2 separate regions of the Triticum aestivum genome follow, and region 2 is linked to region 1. Evidence: chromatin contacts called from public Hi-C data. All regions are on one chromosome and are shown on one strand. Each heading gives the region's core, a stretch centred on a gene start, on an enhancer-like site or on the middle of the called end of the contact. The rest is flanking DNA. Distances are from core to core; before and after follow the strand shown.

What was found. Hi-C and Micro-C count contacts between places; a contact is called where the count stands out from the background.
Region 2: a Hi-C map of leaf shows a contact between it and region 1, with 2.9 times the contacts expected there. The contact joins the promoter of LOC123043752 here to the promoter of LOC123043750 in region 1. A contact is called at or near these places in 2 of 5 Hi-C or Micro-C datasets (leaf and an unstated tissue).

Annotation. Positions count from the first base shown.
Region 1 is chr2B:106,851,101-106,858,527 of IWGSC CS RefSeq v2.1, reverse strand. It overlaps LOC123043750 (protein LURP-one-related 11), which reads right to left and starts at 2,814. Exons shown (of 2, transcript XM_044466310.1): 1 at 2,521-2,814; 2 at 1,600-2,435. The coding sequence starts at 2,772. The coding sequence ends at 2,043. LOC123043749 reads left to right here. Exons shown (of 28, transcript XM_044466309.1): 27 at 203-307; 28 at 1,029-1,464. The coding sequence ends at 1,142.
Region 2 is chr2B:107,343,573-107,350,999 of IWGSC CS RefSeq v2.1, reverse strand. It overlaps LOC123043752 (stress-related protein), which reads left to right and starts at 4,907. Exons shown (of 3, transcript XM_044466311.1): 1 at 4,907-5,079; 2 at 5,205-5,420; 3 at 5,938-6,990. The coding sequence starts at 5,056. The coding sequence ends at 6,705. LOC123043753 (probable histone-arginine methyltransferase CARM1) reads left to right here. Exons shown (of 15, transcript XM_044466312.1): 10 at 1,096-1,179; 11 at 2,151-2,228; 12 at 2,325-2,428; 13 at 2,547-2,719; 14 at 2,821-2,975; 15 at 3,281-3,744. The coding sequence ends at 3,364.

The DNA.
Region 1 (7,427 bases), core at 1,565-4,064:
TTGAACTACTTTCCTATGCGTTGTCAGTTCTACTGATTAATAATCTCTGATCCTTCTGATTTCTCTCAATGGTTCTGATGTTATCGATGCTTTTAGAATCTCTGGTTAACCAAATCATTAATAATTTGAGTTGACTTATTTAGGATTATCCTTGTTGAGGCTACATCAGACCTCTAATCTATCATCTTGTGTCTACTTGCAGGAGAGATCCTTAGCAGAAGCAGAAAACAAATCATTGCCTCCTAAGTATTCTAGCAGTGATGTCCGTCCCCTAAATATGAGTGATCTCAAACAGGCACACGAGCAGGTAAATATTACTGCTGTTTTTCTTCTGGAAAAGAAGAGAAAAATAAACTTAATGCAAATCAGACTCAACTACACTAGTAGATTTGATGCCCCTCACCACCTGCAGAACTTAATCCATCAAATATATAACAAATGCTGATGACAGCTCTTGCGGGCTTAGTTCCAAGATTGGAGAGTGTAATGCTAGTATTGATATGTTCTGGGTTGTAGCGCAATTTGTTTCTAGGATACAAGTAGATTTGATGCCCCTTGCCGCCTGTGAAACTTAATCCATCAAATATATAACAAATGCTGATGACGGCTCTTGCGGGTTTAGTTCCAAGATTGGAGAGTGTAATGCCAGTATTGATATGTTCTGGGTTGTTATGGTTTTAAATAGCCCGCTATAGCTCCGCTATAGCACGCTATAGCGTTTAGAAGAGGTCCTGTGCTAAGGGTCTTTTGTCCAAACACATAAGCATACATTTTAAATAGCTCGCTATAGCATTTAGAAGAGGTCCGCCGCTAAGAGGCTTAGCGTGCTATTTAAAACTTAATGTAGCGTCAATTTGTTTCTAGGATATAGTCTCTCCGTCCCAAAATAAGTGTCTTAAGTTTAGTACTTGCTTTGAGACGAGGGAGTACTAGAATAAATTAAGGTTACCCGCATTGTCATTTTATGTTTTCTCATCTCCAAGTTGTTGATAAAAGTGTGATCCTAACGTAACTTGCCTTGTGTGTAGGTATGTGCAAGTATATCATCTGATTCGACAAATATGAACGAGCTTGTTCAGTGGAACGAGCTTTACGGCGAAGGCGGATCTAGAAAGAAGACGCCTCTAAGCTACTTCATGTAGCTTATGTGTAGCCTGTACATAGAGCAGAAGCATTAGAGTGAAGCGACTGAGAAGATAGATAATGAATAGCTCTGTTGGTTCTTCATTTATAGGCAATTTTTTTGAGTCAATTGTTTTGTAATGTCAGTTGGGAGTTTCGACAGATAGCGTAGGACCTGGTTGGTCCACCATTCTCCTTGCAAACCTGTATGTAGACTGAGCATCAGAATACAGTTCAGGGTGCTTAGACCAGTGTGAATCCATTTAGGTCTTGTATACAGATACAGTGCAGGGTGCTTAGAAGAGGTGCTTATAGTAAAATAAACTGAGTTTTTCTCAAGCATTAGTGCTTGTCTCTGTAGAAGGGGTGTCTAATTAAGCATCTACTCTTTACAAATAAACACCTTGTATTACAAGGCCTTAATCAAGACATGGATGCGGTATGTTCCTTAGTGGTTTCTACCTTTAGGTCAACTGTCCAGCGACCTGACCGAAACGGAATCACATGCCCTGGTGGAGAGTTAGAATCTACAACGGGGAAGGCGAAACAACACTTGCAATTTGATTGTTTTCGAAAAAAGACTAGTTACACGGAGTTCACATACGACGATTGAAGTCAGCGGGTGGGAATAAACAACTTGCACTGATCGAACCAGGGGAACAAAGTGTGTTTTGTTATACCCATCTTAGGCGACGCTGAACGTTTTTGGCAGTACAAACCCAAATGATCGCATATACGCGAATCTTGAGATTAACGGAGTCATCACAAGTTTGATGGAGATGTCGTGCCGCACTACATGGAATCAAAATCACTTGTAGATCAGTCATCTGTGTCACACTACGATGTCGTTCTACTCGTAGTTACACGGTAATTCACACGAAGAAAGACTATAAAAGTCTCTATTCTGTTCTGGTTTTGCTTCACATGGTGCGATTCATGAGCCCGTAGACGAGCACGAGCCCCATGATGAGCGAGTCGTCGACGCCGGGCTCCACCACCAGGGCGAGCACGTCCTCCCCGAGAGCCACCCCGCCCGCCGTCACCTTCCTCTTCACCTCCGCCACCACCAGCCCCGTGCCGGCGTCCACGATCCTGCAGCACGCCCGCTTCCCGGCGCGCGCCCCGCCGTCGTCGTCGATCCTGTACCGCATGGCGCAGCCGGCGTCGCTCTCGAACTCGCACGGCGACGACGACGGGCGGCCGCCGCTCCGGTGGAAGATGCCGCTGCGCGGCCGCGCCACCTTGAACCACGCGCTCGCCTCTTGCTTCCGGCCGGTCCACTTGTACCCTTCCCACTTGCCAAACGCGAGCTTCTGCATGAACCCACAATCATAAGTAAACTTGCCAGAAAACGCGATCGAGCTTCTTGGCTATAGAAAAGAAGTACGCTGTACACACCTTCTTGTGTATGTTGACGACGACGTTGCCGCGGAGGTCCATGAGGCAGACGTTGTCGCTGCACTTGGAGCCGTAGTTGTCGACGCGGTAGACGATGTGGCCGTCGGAGTCGTACACGGTGCACCCCCGCCCGTTGAGCACCAGCGACTTGAGCCACAGCGTGAACACCTTCCCGCTTCTCTCGCCCGCGCACGCCGCCGCCGCCGGCGACGAAGAAGAAGGAAACGACGGCGAAGAGTGTACCCTCGCCATCTCTGCGCGTACTAATTAAGTTTTTCTGTCTGCGCGCTAATGTGTCTCTCTATGTGATCTGGTTAAGTAAGCTAGGGCTCGATATATACACAGAGGAGGAAGAGAGCAAAAGCGCAAAAGGGCTGGTGACGTGGTTGCTGGCTCGCTTAAACTATATGGATCGAGAGAGGACAAATTGGGATGATGCTCTTTTTGGAGTATTAGTTAGTTAATCAGATGATATTTAAAAACCCCTTGAAACACATTTATGCCATGCATGCTTATCGAGCTGTGGCGGCAATTTTAATTAGGCAAATAGTCAATCCGCGTCCAAGTTCCAGTGCTTCCTGCGTGCGGTTTTCTACCCTAATTTTCATCTCGCCAACGAGCACTGAAACCAACGGCAGGCCAACCATTTCAGCGCAAGACAAAGCCATCTCAAAATAGCCGTGCCTAATTAGTACTAATAACCTCAAACTAGAAGCATGACAGCGACATTTACAACGGCCCTTGGTACTTCATAGGATCGGGCTCAAAGTAGTAGCAAGAAAAGTGCATGCGTCGAGATGCTAGCCAGTCGCCTTTTGCATGGTTTGGAACTGCAGTTGCTGACGGGACGAAGCAACAGCAATACTCTAGTTAGTAGGCAATAATGCGGATTAGAAGTGCTTAAATAAGGCAAGTAGATCAGTACGAGATGTCTAGTCAGCCGTAGCAGGCGGGAGGCAGCACTCACGCCCGTCGTCACCAAAGCGGGAAAGGAAAAAGCGCCACACAAGGTTCCAAAAAGGAACTGATTTTTCCATCCAGCTGATGCTAATCGGCTATTGGCAGCTGATGCGCGCGTACTTAAATAAATATGTTAGTCTGCATAGTAGTAGGTCGGGGTCGACGATGATGCGAGCCGGTTCAGTCCGAGGCTGCAGATAAGCACTCGGGGTCTTGAGCAGAGAGCAGAAGGACACACATGCTTCTATTGTTAAGTACCGACCGTGTAAGGATATCTCCATTGTTTTTAGGCAGGAGATTTTGGGCAGTATAGATGATTGCTGTTGCTATTTTTAGGCCGTCTGAGAAATGCCCATTTCCAATGATTTCTGAAAAGTACAATTATTCAATTTTCGGTGGATAAATAATAATATAAAGTACTAGCCTACGCGCAGAAGTTGGAGATGCCCGTGGTAATAATGCAAGACAACTCGAAACAGGACCAGCGGTTGTTGCTTGCTGCATGCTGGGCTTAAGCAATTTTTAAATTTTGGATCGGCGAAATTCGTCTAGTTAAGCTGGTGATCCCTGATCCGGATCCTGATACAGTGGTCCTGACCCTGATACAGTGGTCCTGATCCTGTTGATTAACTGGCAGTTTAGCACCTTGTTATTGACACAAATAGCTTCCGACAAGGTGTGCAGATGGTTGCCTTGTCAAAATTGAGGTGCCTAGCTATATATATTCAGTGAGTGGTTCTGGCAGGGACTCCATTGGTTGCTGGGACGCTAGCCATGTTCATGCGATCACGCTCAGCTAGTTTGAGTCATGGAGCAGATCATAAGGCGGCTTGAGCTGAGTTAGTCTATTCTGAGTTCTCGTCGACCAAAAACATGTGCTCACCCTCGCTGCCCTAACATGTCGTCATTGGGTTTGAGATGAATTGATTGACTGAATCTCATGTCCAAGTTCAAATTTGATAGGCATTGCTTTTTTTTTCTTTTCTTTTCTAGAATCCTTGCCGCTGTGACATGGTATGCCAGTTGCAGACTTGTCGTCCTAACTCATGTCGTTTCTTTAGATTTGGGAATGCGATGATTATGTCAAAAGGCTTCAGCTGAAAAAGCTCGAACCCAAAGCAGACAAATGCGTCTTCATAGGATACCCAAGAGAGACGGTTGGGCATACCTTCTATCTCAGATCCGAAGGCAAAGTGTTTGTCGCTAAGAATGAGTCCTTTCTCGACAAAGAGTTTCTCTCGAAAGAATTGAGTGGGACGAAGATAAAACTTGATGAGATTGTTGAACTTTTACTTCAACTAGAGAGTAGCACAACACAGAAAGGTGTTTCTGTGACACCTGCGTCAGTTGAAGATGAAGCTAATGATCATGATCATGAATCTTCGAATCAAGTTACTATCGAACCTCGTAGGTCGACAAGGGTATGTACAACTCCTGAGTGGTACGGTAACCCTATCTTAGAGGTCATGTTGTTGGACAACGATGAACCTACAAGCTATGGAGAAGCGATGGTGGGCCCGGATTTCGACAATTGGTTAGAGGCCATGAAATACGAGATGGGATCCATGTATGAAAACAAATTATGGACTTTGAAAGTATTACCTGAAGGGCGAAAGGTCATTCAGAATAAATGGATCTTAAAGAAGAAGACGGACGTAGACGGTAATGTCACCATCTATAAAGCTCGACTTGTGGCAAAAGGGTTTTCACAAGTTCAAGGAGTTGACTACGATGAGACTTTCTCACCCATAGCGATGCTTAAGTTCGTCAGAATCATCTTGGCAATAGCTACATTTTTCGATTATGAAATCTGACAGATGGATGTCAAAACAACATTCCTTAATGGTTTCCTTAAGTAAGAGTTGTATATGATGCAACTGGAAGGTTTTGTCGATTCAGGGAATGCTGACAAAGTGCACAAACTCTAGCTGTCATTTATGGACTGGTGCAAGCATCTCGAAGTTGGAATCTTTGCTTTGATGAGGTGATCAAAGCGTTTGGGTTTATACAAGTTTTCGGAGAATCTTGTATTTACAAGAAAGTGAGTGTGAGCTCTATATAATTTCTAATATTATATGTGGATGACATATTGCTGATTGGAAACAATATATAACTATTCGAAAACCTGAAGGAATATTTGAACAAGAGTTTTTCAATGAAGGACCTAAGAGAAGTTGCTTTCATATTAGGCATCAAGATCTATAGAGATAGATCGAGTCGCTTAATAGGACTTTCACAAAGCACATACCTTGATAAGATTTTTAAGAAGTTTAAAATGAATCAGTCTAAGAAGGGATTCTTGTCTGTTTTGCAAGGTGTGAAGTTAAGTCATCCCCTATGCTTCTGCCATAGGCACCATCATGTATGCGATGCTGTGCACAAGACCGGATGCCAGCCTTGCCATAAGTATGGCAGGGAGGTTTCAAAGTAATCCAGGAATGGATCACTATATAGCGGTGAAGAATATCCTTAAGTACCTGAAAAGGACTAAGGAAATGAGCACAAATAGAACAAGATGACTAGACATCTATCCTATTATGAGACCGCCATCCTAACTGGTTGTAGGTATCCCGTGCTATCGTCTTCTAACGGTTGCACTCATAAGTCATATGCTCGTTGACTTTCGCATGGCTGAGTGGCGACCACGTACGGATCTAGCCAGTTACCATGTAGATGACCTCCACAAGATTTGTATTGGGTTGTCTGTTGAAAATCACATCATTTCGACAGTTTCATATAGCCCAAATTAATGCACCCACTCCGATCCGAATATTCGCCGCTATTTTAGGCTCTACCCATTTAGCAATGTCCCAAATAATGTGGCAATACAATTAGGAGGACTGACAATAAATGCGACATGTAATATATGCCATAGTAGCCTGGCTAGAGGGCATTTAAGAAAAAGATGTTGGATAGTCTCATCTCAATAGCAGAAACAACAGTGTTTGCTATCCTTCCAACTACGTTTCAACAAGTTGTCCTTACTCAAAATCACATCCTTGTGAGCAAGCCACATAAATACCTTTATCTTTAAAGGCGCCTTAATGAACTTTCCAGATATACATAGATTTCATAAAGAAAAAACCCGACACAGAGATTTTCCAGTGTAGTGTATCTGGCTCATCAGAAAAGTTAACCTCCATCAATCTACGCACAAGTTGTACAACTATCGAACATCACCTCCCCTTCCCCCCCGCGCCGCCCGCTCGGGCGACAAGGGGGGCAAACCCTAGCCGCGCTGCCGGGCTCATCCCTCCTCCCTTCCTCACCGCCGCCTAAGGCAGCCGCCGGGCAAGTCCGGGGCGCCAAGGATGGTGGCGGCGGGGCCTCGGCTGCCCTGCCTCTGTGTGGGGAGTCCCAAATTTGGTGCGTCGGCTCCTTTGGCGAAGCACAACAAGCTCTGGTGAGCAGCCGTGCAGGCGGTGGATCTGGTGTCCTGGCCACGCGGGCGGTGGGATCCCGGTGGTCGTTGGCGGCTGGCGGCGGCTTCTGCGGTGGCCGTTGCGCGCGATCTGGCGCCTCCCCTTCTTCCCTGTTCAGCGTGCGGGCCAGCCTGGTCAGGCCGCGCCTCCCTTGGTCAGGCCGCCGACGACGCCTGAGGGCGCCGTTCCCCTCCTTGGAGGCATCTGTATGGACTGATCTTCTCACTTCCCCTTCCCCTAGGTCTCCCGGGCGAAAGCCCTAACTTTGTTGGGCGGCGGCAGCGCTCACGACGCCGTTCCCTTCTTGAAGGCACCGCTTTGGAAACCTTGCACTACTAGGGAAAACCCTAGTAGTAGCGCGGGTTTTAAGGCTATCAGCAGCGCGGGCACCCGCTCTACCAATAAGGCGCTACAGCTAACTATTAGTAGTAGCGCTGTCTGTGCCCGCGCTACTACTATTGACTATATCAGCAGCGCGTTTCCTGAACGCGCTGCTATTAGTTATGTTGGAAATATGCCCTAGAG
Region 2 (7,427 bases), core at 3,658-6,157, 490 kb before region 1:
AGATTTGTCCAAATATGGATGTATCAAGTCACGTTTTAGTATTAGGTACATCCGTATCTAGACAAATCTAAGACAAGAATTTTGGGACGGAGGGAGTATGAGATTGGTGGTTCGTTGATTTAGCTTCAAGTCCAGTCCTTCATCGGTCGATATCTTTAGCATATATAAACTGTAAAGTAGAGAGGAATGTGTGAATCCGTCTGTGTTTAAAGCAACCAGCTAATCACAGGAATCCCAAGCATGTCCAACACTAAATTGTTTACAATTGAAAATGCGAAGTGTGTCCATAATTTCTGTAAATGGCATTGTTTCTTTATTTTTTTTGCAAAGTTGAGCATTCATCCTTTTTGTCCTCCTGTCCTAAATGCAAAAATGGTTCTCTGCCTTTTGAACTCCCTTGTCGTCCTACCTGTCACCCAGTCAATTTTTCACTTTCTTTTCTTCATGTACGCCTTTCCTAGTAATGTCATTCTACTAGCTGATTTACCTTTCCTAGTAAATGAATGCAGAAGGGGCAATATAGTCTTTTTCATTTGGTGCCTGGTGGAAGTGCGGAAATTCAGGATATCAAGTAATGTGAAATGGAGGGAGTATTTAAGACTTCACAAGTGACAAGAATCTAATCAGGACGTCGCAGCTTAAAAATGCAAACTAATATAAAAATCAGCACAGTTGTTGTGTAATGGTACTCCCTCTGTTTGGAAATGTTAGATATCGCGCTTTTGGAGATTTAACATTGATGAACAATTAGTTCAACAATATGTAGATCACATGATACAGAAGTTATACATCACATGATACAGAAGTTATACCGTTGGATTCATTTTCATCGTTTCCAACAGTAACAGTTTTCTAGACACTGTTGGTTCGTTTTCACTGCTCTTTCCAACGGTATTAATTTTACATCACATACATGTGTTGGTTGAACTAATTGTTGGTGAAAGATAAATCTTGGAAAGCGTGGGCATTCCAAACTGGTGGAGTGCTAACTACCATCTCTGCAGGATTTGCTTTGCGTTTATCTTTTTACTGAAAAGAGTAATCCAGATCTCTCTGAGTTCTGCAGTCTTATGTTGAGTTTTGGTGTACTTGCAGTCTCTCTTCTGGCAGCAGCATAACTTCTTTGGTGTTGATCTTACACCCTTGCATGGCTCAGCGTTTGACGGATACTTTTCACAGGTGCACACTACTTGATCTTTCTTACTAGTTAGCATTTTGCACTTCACTGCAGCTAGCCATGGTAAATTGATTGTTAAATGTGTGTTTTCATGTTGTCTGTAAATTTTTTTAGCTACCTCTGTAAGCATGTTTCCTCCCACACCATACTTTAGATTGGAATTGCATTGACACTCAGTGTCACTAGTAAATACTTTTATTTGAGCCATTTGTAGCTGATCGTTGGTTTTGCTTTCATCATGGATAATCAGGTGCTTCAGCTTCTTGCCTCATGTTTTGTTGAAAAGAACCTACTATTCTCCAATATATTACTCCCTCTATTCCTAAATATAGGGTGTATAGTTTTTGGCACGGAAATTAAAGAACGCACATGGAGGGAAAACTTCACAAGTTTTGGGTGAGTTTACACCTGACTAATTGACATGAGTAAATAGAGGAGCTTGCCTGATATAAGGAAATGTAATCAAATTCCTAAAAAATATATTCAAACGAGTGGTGCAACTCAATGCACCTTATATTTCAGATTTTTTCTCAAAAATCTATACACCTTATATCAAGGAATGGAGGGAGTAGTATTTAGACACTTAGTATAGTAACAATGGAATACCCGTAACAAGTTGACCTGTGAAATGTTTTGCTTTCTGTTTCCGACTAGCTAATTGATAAAATTAATCGTAATCTGTTTCTCATGGATCTCATAAGTTATCTGGCCGTGATCCGATCTTACCAGTTAATTGCTAGAATTACTTGTGCTCTATTTCTTATGGATTTCACAAGTTACCATACTGAGATGAACACTCTGGCTATTTCTTTCATGATTCCTGCTCGGTTCTGATGCAGTTGAAGGCTTGAAGCATGCCATTACTATTTTTTTGCTACTTTTGTACTTTGTATATGACCCAAGAATGAGTGCTGTTGTTCTGAGCGACTGTTTCTTATTGTTGAATCTAAATGTGTTTGTAATTCTCATGCAGCCCGTGGTGGATGCATTTGATCCAAGATTGTTGATTTCTCAATCTACGCATCATACACTTGATTTCACTAGCATGAAGGTGAGATACATTGAGATGATATTGAAGTTAATTGTATTTTTTGTGGAAGTTGTTTTTGTTTGTACAAAATGTGGCATCATCGTATTTCATTTTCAGGAAGAGGACCTTTACGAGATTGATATTCCCCTGAGTTTTGTATCCTCTGTTGGCACTAGGGTGCATGGGCTAGCCTGTTGGTTTGATGTGCTGTTCAACGGGAGGTCAGTATATTTTGATCTGTTAGTATTATTTTTCTGGGTGCTGTATTGCATTAATAGTTCTGTCTTCAATCCCTTTATTCATTTCCCTGGTATTAAAAATCTGATATATTTAATGTAGCACCGTGCAAAGATGGCTTACCACTGCTCCTGGCTCCCCTACGACTCACTGGTACCAGTTGCGATGTGTACTTGCACAGCCATTATATGTCATGGCTGGCCAAGAAATAACCGGCCGCCTGCATTTGGTGGCCCACAGTGCACAAAGCTACACAATATACTTGACAATGTCAGGTTGGACACCCTTTTATCTTTTTTTACCACTAGTACTCAATCTATTGCTCATGAATTTCTGAAGCTCATCATTCCTGTGGTCTTCTGATTCTTACCGGAAGCCAAAATGTGGGGTGTGGGTGCGGAGCCAGATGGCATCCTGCAGACATCCACTGCCAAGCTTGAACTGAAGGAGCCTTACTACAGGCTGTCTCAACCACAAGCTTATATGCCACAAGACCAACAGCAGCTACCATTGTCATCTTTGCAGGCGCAAGTAAGTTGTTCACAAATAGTTTTCAACAGTCATCTTCACATCTTGTACTGTGATCGTACATCTTTGTTTGTACTGTGATTGTACATCTTTGTTTATGACGGAACATCGGCAACACTAGAAATACCACCATATGGCTATTCCCTGCCAAGGCACATAAACCTGCACTTTGCATTTGTCTAGTTTTGCCTCTATGGATAATACCTTTGTTCGAGCCCCCGTGCTTTCACAATTGTTTTGTTTCCATGTAACAACCTTCAAAATCGCATTTATTTATTTACTCCATCTAACATGTGCACTGTACACAGGGATCTGGGCAGCAGATGCAAGATGGGCTCAGCCCTGGCATCACTGTAGAACAGGAGAGGGACTCCGCAGCCTTCACTCGATAGGTCTGAAACCTGTGCCGCATGCTTTGCTTCCTGCAACGAGAGCTCAGGTCTGTACAACGGTATGCTTCTGCTGGATGCAGCTACGCGTAGCTGCCAATGGCTAACATCACGTCCGGTTGATCATCATGTCCGAGTTGTGCAACGCTGCAGCTAAACGTGCTCGTCCCTGTCCCGCTATTTGATGTCAGAAAACAATAATAGTGATCGAACCTCAAAAGCTAGAAGGCATCTAACAGAGAAGAGGGTTGTATGTTCTTATGTATGATTCTACAAATTGATTGTTGCGCGTGGGAGTAGAATATTGATAGAATGATAGTCATCATTGTCGTCCGCTTGCTCAAACTTAACAAGTAAAAGGTGAGCCCAGTTTTCTCCGTTAATATTGCTAAGTGCCAACTGGTTCGGGTTAGCTTCTCACACTGCTGTGTTTATTATGCTGCACGGTGCTTGGTTCACCTTTTTTGGGTCTTAGTTTGAAGAAAAGTTTAATGCTAGATGGTGCATATGCTTCGCTTGTGGCGGGCCCAAGAGCCAAGATGAAGGGATCATTCCTTTGGCCCATGGATCTTGCCAACATCCCCCGCAAAAAATGATCTTTGCTAACATCAGTCAACTGCCCGGCACAATCTGGCAATGCCAGCAGCAGATAGGGGTTTGCTTTGGTGGTTAGTGTGGCATCACCTGCGGGAGCCAATTAATTTAGTAGGAGTACTATAAACCATCACGACATATCGATTGTTCCCTTTCTGGTCCGGGATCTACAGTGTGGCGAAGATCTTGTTCCAGCCCGAAGGCACTGCGTGAAGGTGGTGAAGACCCGACGCACCACACACGTGAGCAAGCGCGCGGTGGCGCAGTGTGATGATCACACAAGCGCATCAACGTGCCGGTGACGGAACTTCCTTCCTTCGTACGGTTCGGTCTATCGAGGCGTTTGATTTCCCGGGCACGATTGCTAAAAAACAAGACGATGCTGCTCAACCACCGTGACAAGAAGTGTTCGTACATAATAATTCATTCATGTGAAAATAGTGTCCCTGCAGATTTCGCAGCTTATTTTTCAGGCAAAAAGCATTCTCTCATAAACGAAAGCTGACGGTGGACGGCCCATATCATCGCACCAAAACGGCCAAAACCCAACAAACATACACACACTTCCATCCAGAAGGCAAAGGTTTTCCTAAAAAAAAAAAGAATTCCAGAAGGCAAAAGTCTACAATACACTACACTACTACATCACGGCACTACATCACCACCGTACCGTGACATCACGGCGCCAGACTCCGGTCACCAGAGCCGTCCATCTGCCCAAAGTCCAATTATCTCTCTCTCCTCTCGGCGCACGGACCGACGAGGAAAAGATATCGCCGCTAGCGACGTGCCCCTCCCGTCCCGGCCACGTGCCGCTCACGCCAGCCACGTCGTACCGGCTCCGCTCCCAGACCCGGGCCCTTCTTCTGGCGCCGTGTCGACGACGGCTCCGATCGAACGCCCTCCCCATCGGACGGCCCCGCCACATCCCTCGCGCGCCTACATAGGCCCCCCATCCCGGCCCTGCCATTTCGCTCCCCGTTTTAGCTGTAGCAGGAAGGAGGAAAATTCCGCCGAGCCGCATTCGCATTCCCCCACCAGCTAGCTTCCAGAAACCCCCCGTTCGTTCGTTCCTTCGATTCGCAGGCGGTTCGCGAGCGATGGCGGACGCCAGCCCGCAGGCGGTACGCGCAACGAAATCCCTCCCCTCCCATCCTCTCCCACCTTGCTTCTCGGCTCGATTCGGTGCGGAGTTTGCGCCGATTCGGTTCTGAATTTGGGCGTTTCGTGTTCGGTTGGTTGCTTGCAGGAGAGGCCGAGGCTGAGGCGCCTGGGGTTCGTGCACGTGGTGGCGGTGCAGGCGGCCGTGTGCATCGCGGCGCTCTACGCGCTCGCCAGGGACCACTCCGGCTCGCTTCGCCCCAGAGTCGACGCCGTCGAGTCCGCCGTCAGGCGCGTCGCCGGCCCCGTCGCCCGCCGCCTCCACGGCGTCCCCCTCCACGTCCTCGCCTTCGTCGACCACAAGGTACGGCCCCCCGCGCGGCTCGCGAGCCACCCCCCTTCCCCACCCTAGCTTAGGGTCCATCTCCATCAGAGGGTGCGGCTGCCCTCGTTTCGCGGCCCGTTACAGCGCGGCTGTACTGCTGCTGCCAAACTGCCATGCTCAGCACACGCCGCTGGATTTTCTAGCGGTGCACATAACCTCTGCAGTTTCCTTCCCGTTCCATCGAGAATTTTTCCCGTTCTGGTGCGTGGAGTGGGGCCTAGTTTGGTTTGGTGCGTAGGGCTGTGTGGTCGAGAATTTTTCCGTGCCGGTGCGTGGAATCTGCCCGTGTCTCGACCCCGACTAGATTCCTTTGATTCCGGCGCACTGGCGGAGACCCCGAGGTGGTGCCCCGGGGAATCACATGCCACGGTTGCATTTCATTTTGTTTTGTCACGGCAATCCAGAGACACTTGTCGTCAATTTCAAGCATGGTGGTTGGTACTCGAACAATGTTGCTCGTTGCTGCTAATAAGTGGTATGCATTGGGCAATGGCAGGTGGACGACGCGGTGCAGGAGCTGGGCCGGCACCTCCCGCCGGCGGTGAAGTCCGCGTCGGCGCAGGCGTGCCACGCGGTCCACGCCGTGCCGGAGCTGGCCAGGGAGATCGCCGACGGGGCGAGGCGGTCCGGCGTGAAGGGCGTGGCCAAGGACGTGTACGGCATGGTCCAGCCGGTGGCCAAGGGCCTCTACGTGCGCTGCGAGCCGGTGGCCAAAGACCTGTACGTGCGCTACGAGCCGGCGGCCGAGCACCTCGCCGTCTCCGCCTGGCGCTCGCTCAACGGGCTGCCGGTGTTCCCGCAGGTGGCGCAGGTCGTCGTGCCCACCGCCGCCTACTGGTGCGAGAAGTACAACAGGGTGATCTCGTTCGCGGCCGGGCGGGGGTTCCCCGGCGCACGGTTCCTCCCCGGCATCCCCATCGAGCGCATCGCCAAGGTGTTCGGGACGAGCCCGACAGGCGAGCGCTCGCCGGATGCCAAGCCGACGGGACTTGATGCCCAGACTTCCGAGGAGCGCTCGCCGGATGCCAAGCCGACGGGACTTGATGCCCAGACTTCCGAGGAGCGCTCGTCCGATGCCAAGCCGACGGGACATGATGCCCAGACCTCCGAGGAGCGCTCGGCCGATGCCAAGCCTATGGGACTTGATGCCAAGACCGAGGAGGAGAGCTCGCCTGATGCCAAGCCCGTGGAATCTGATGCCCAGACCGCCGGGGAGAGCCAGCCGGAGGCGGCCAAGACTATGGATCTTGGGGCCCAGGCCTAGGGTGTGACGCCGTGCCTCTACCCTGCCCTGATGGACGAGGTCTGTCGCCCTTGGCCGGAACTGAATAAGATAATGTGGATCCAGGGCTAAGAAGATACTGGTATCCTGGGTTTAGCGTCTCATCTTAGATACGTGCTCACGGGTGATGATAATGATAATGATGTTGTACTAGCTATGCTTTACGTGGTGCGCGTCTGTCTCTAATGTTCTCCGTGCTTTTGTACAAAAGCTGCTTGATGTCGCCTTCGTCGACTTTGATCCAATGCAATTGGGTTCGTCCTTTTATGGGTTCGCTCGTCTCTGTGGACTGTGGCCACTAGTTAAGCACTGTTTTGGTTTTGGTGCGTCGTTTTCCATTTCTTCCCTTCATTTATGCTCCGGGGTCTGTGGGCGGGTGGCGTCGAAAGCGCTTGTCGTCGTCGACAGGTTCCCGGCGAAACCATCCGCGATCTGCGATCATGTCCTCGTGCTCGCTGCCGTCCACTTCAATCCGCTCGCCTCGTCTGGCCGCCGAGCTGCTGCGTCGTTTTCCTGCGACGGACGGACGGATGATTTCGAGTTGAAGTTGCGCACCATCCGTCCTGCGCTGCTCCCCTCTTCCGGCGCACTCGCACCGTCGCACGGTACCAGGCCCCGAACCCGATCGAAGTTACCAAACCGTCTCTGCATTACTCCCACGCACGCGACCTGTTATGCTCCGCATGGCGCACCATGTCCACCGG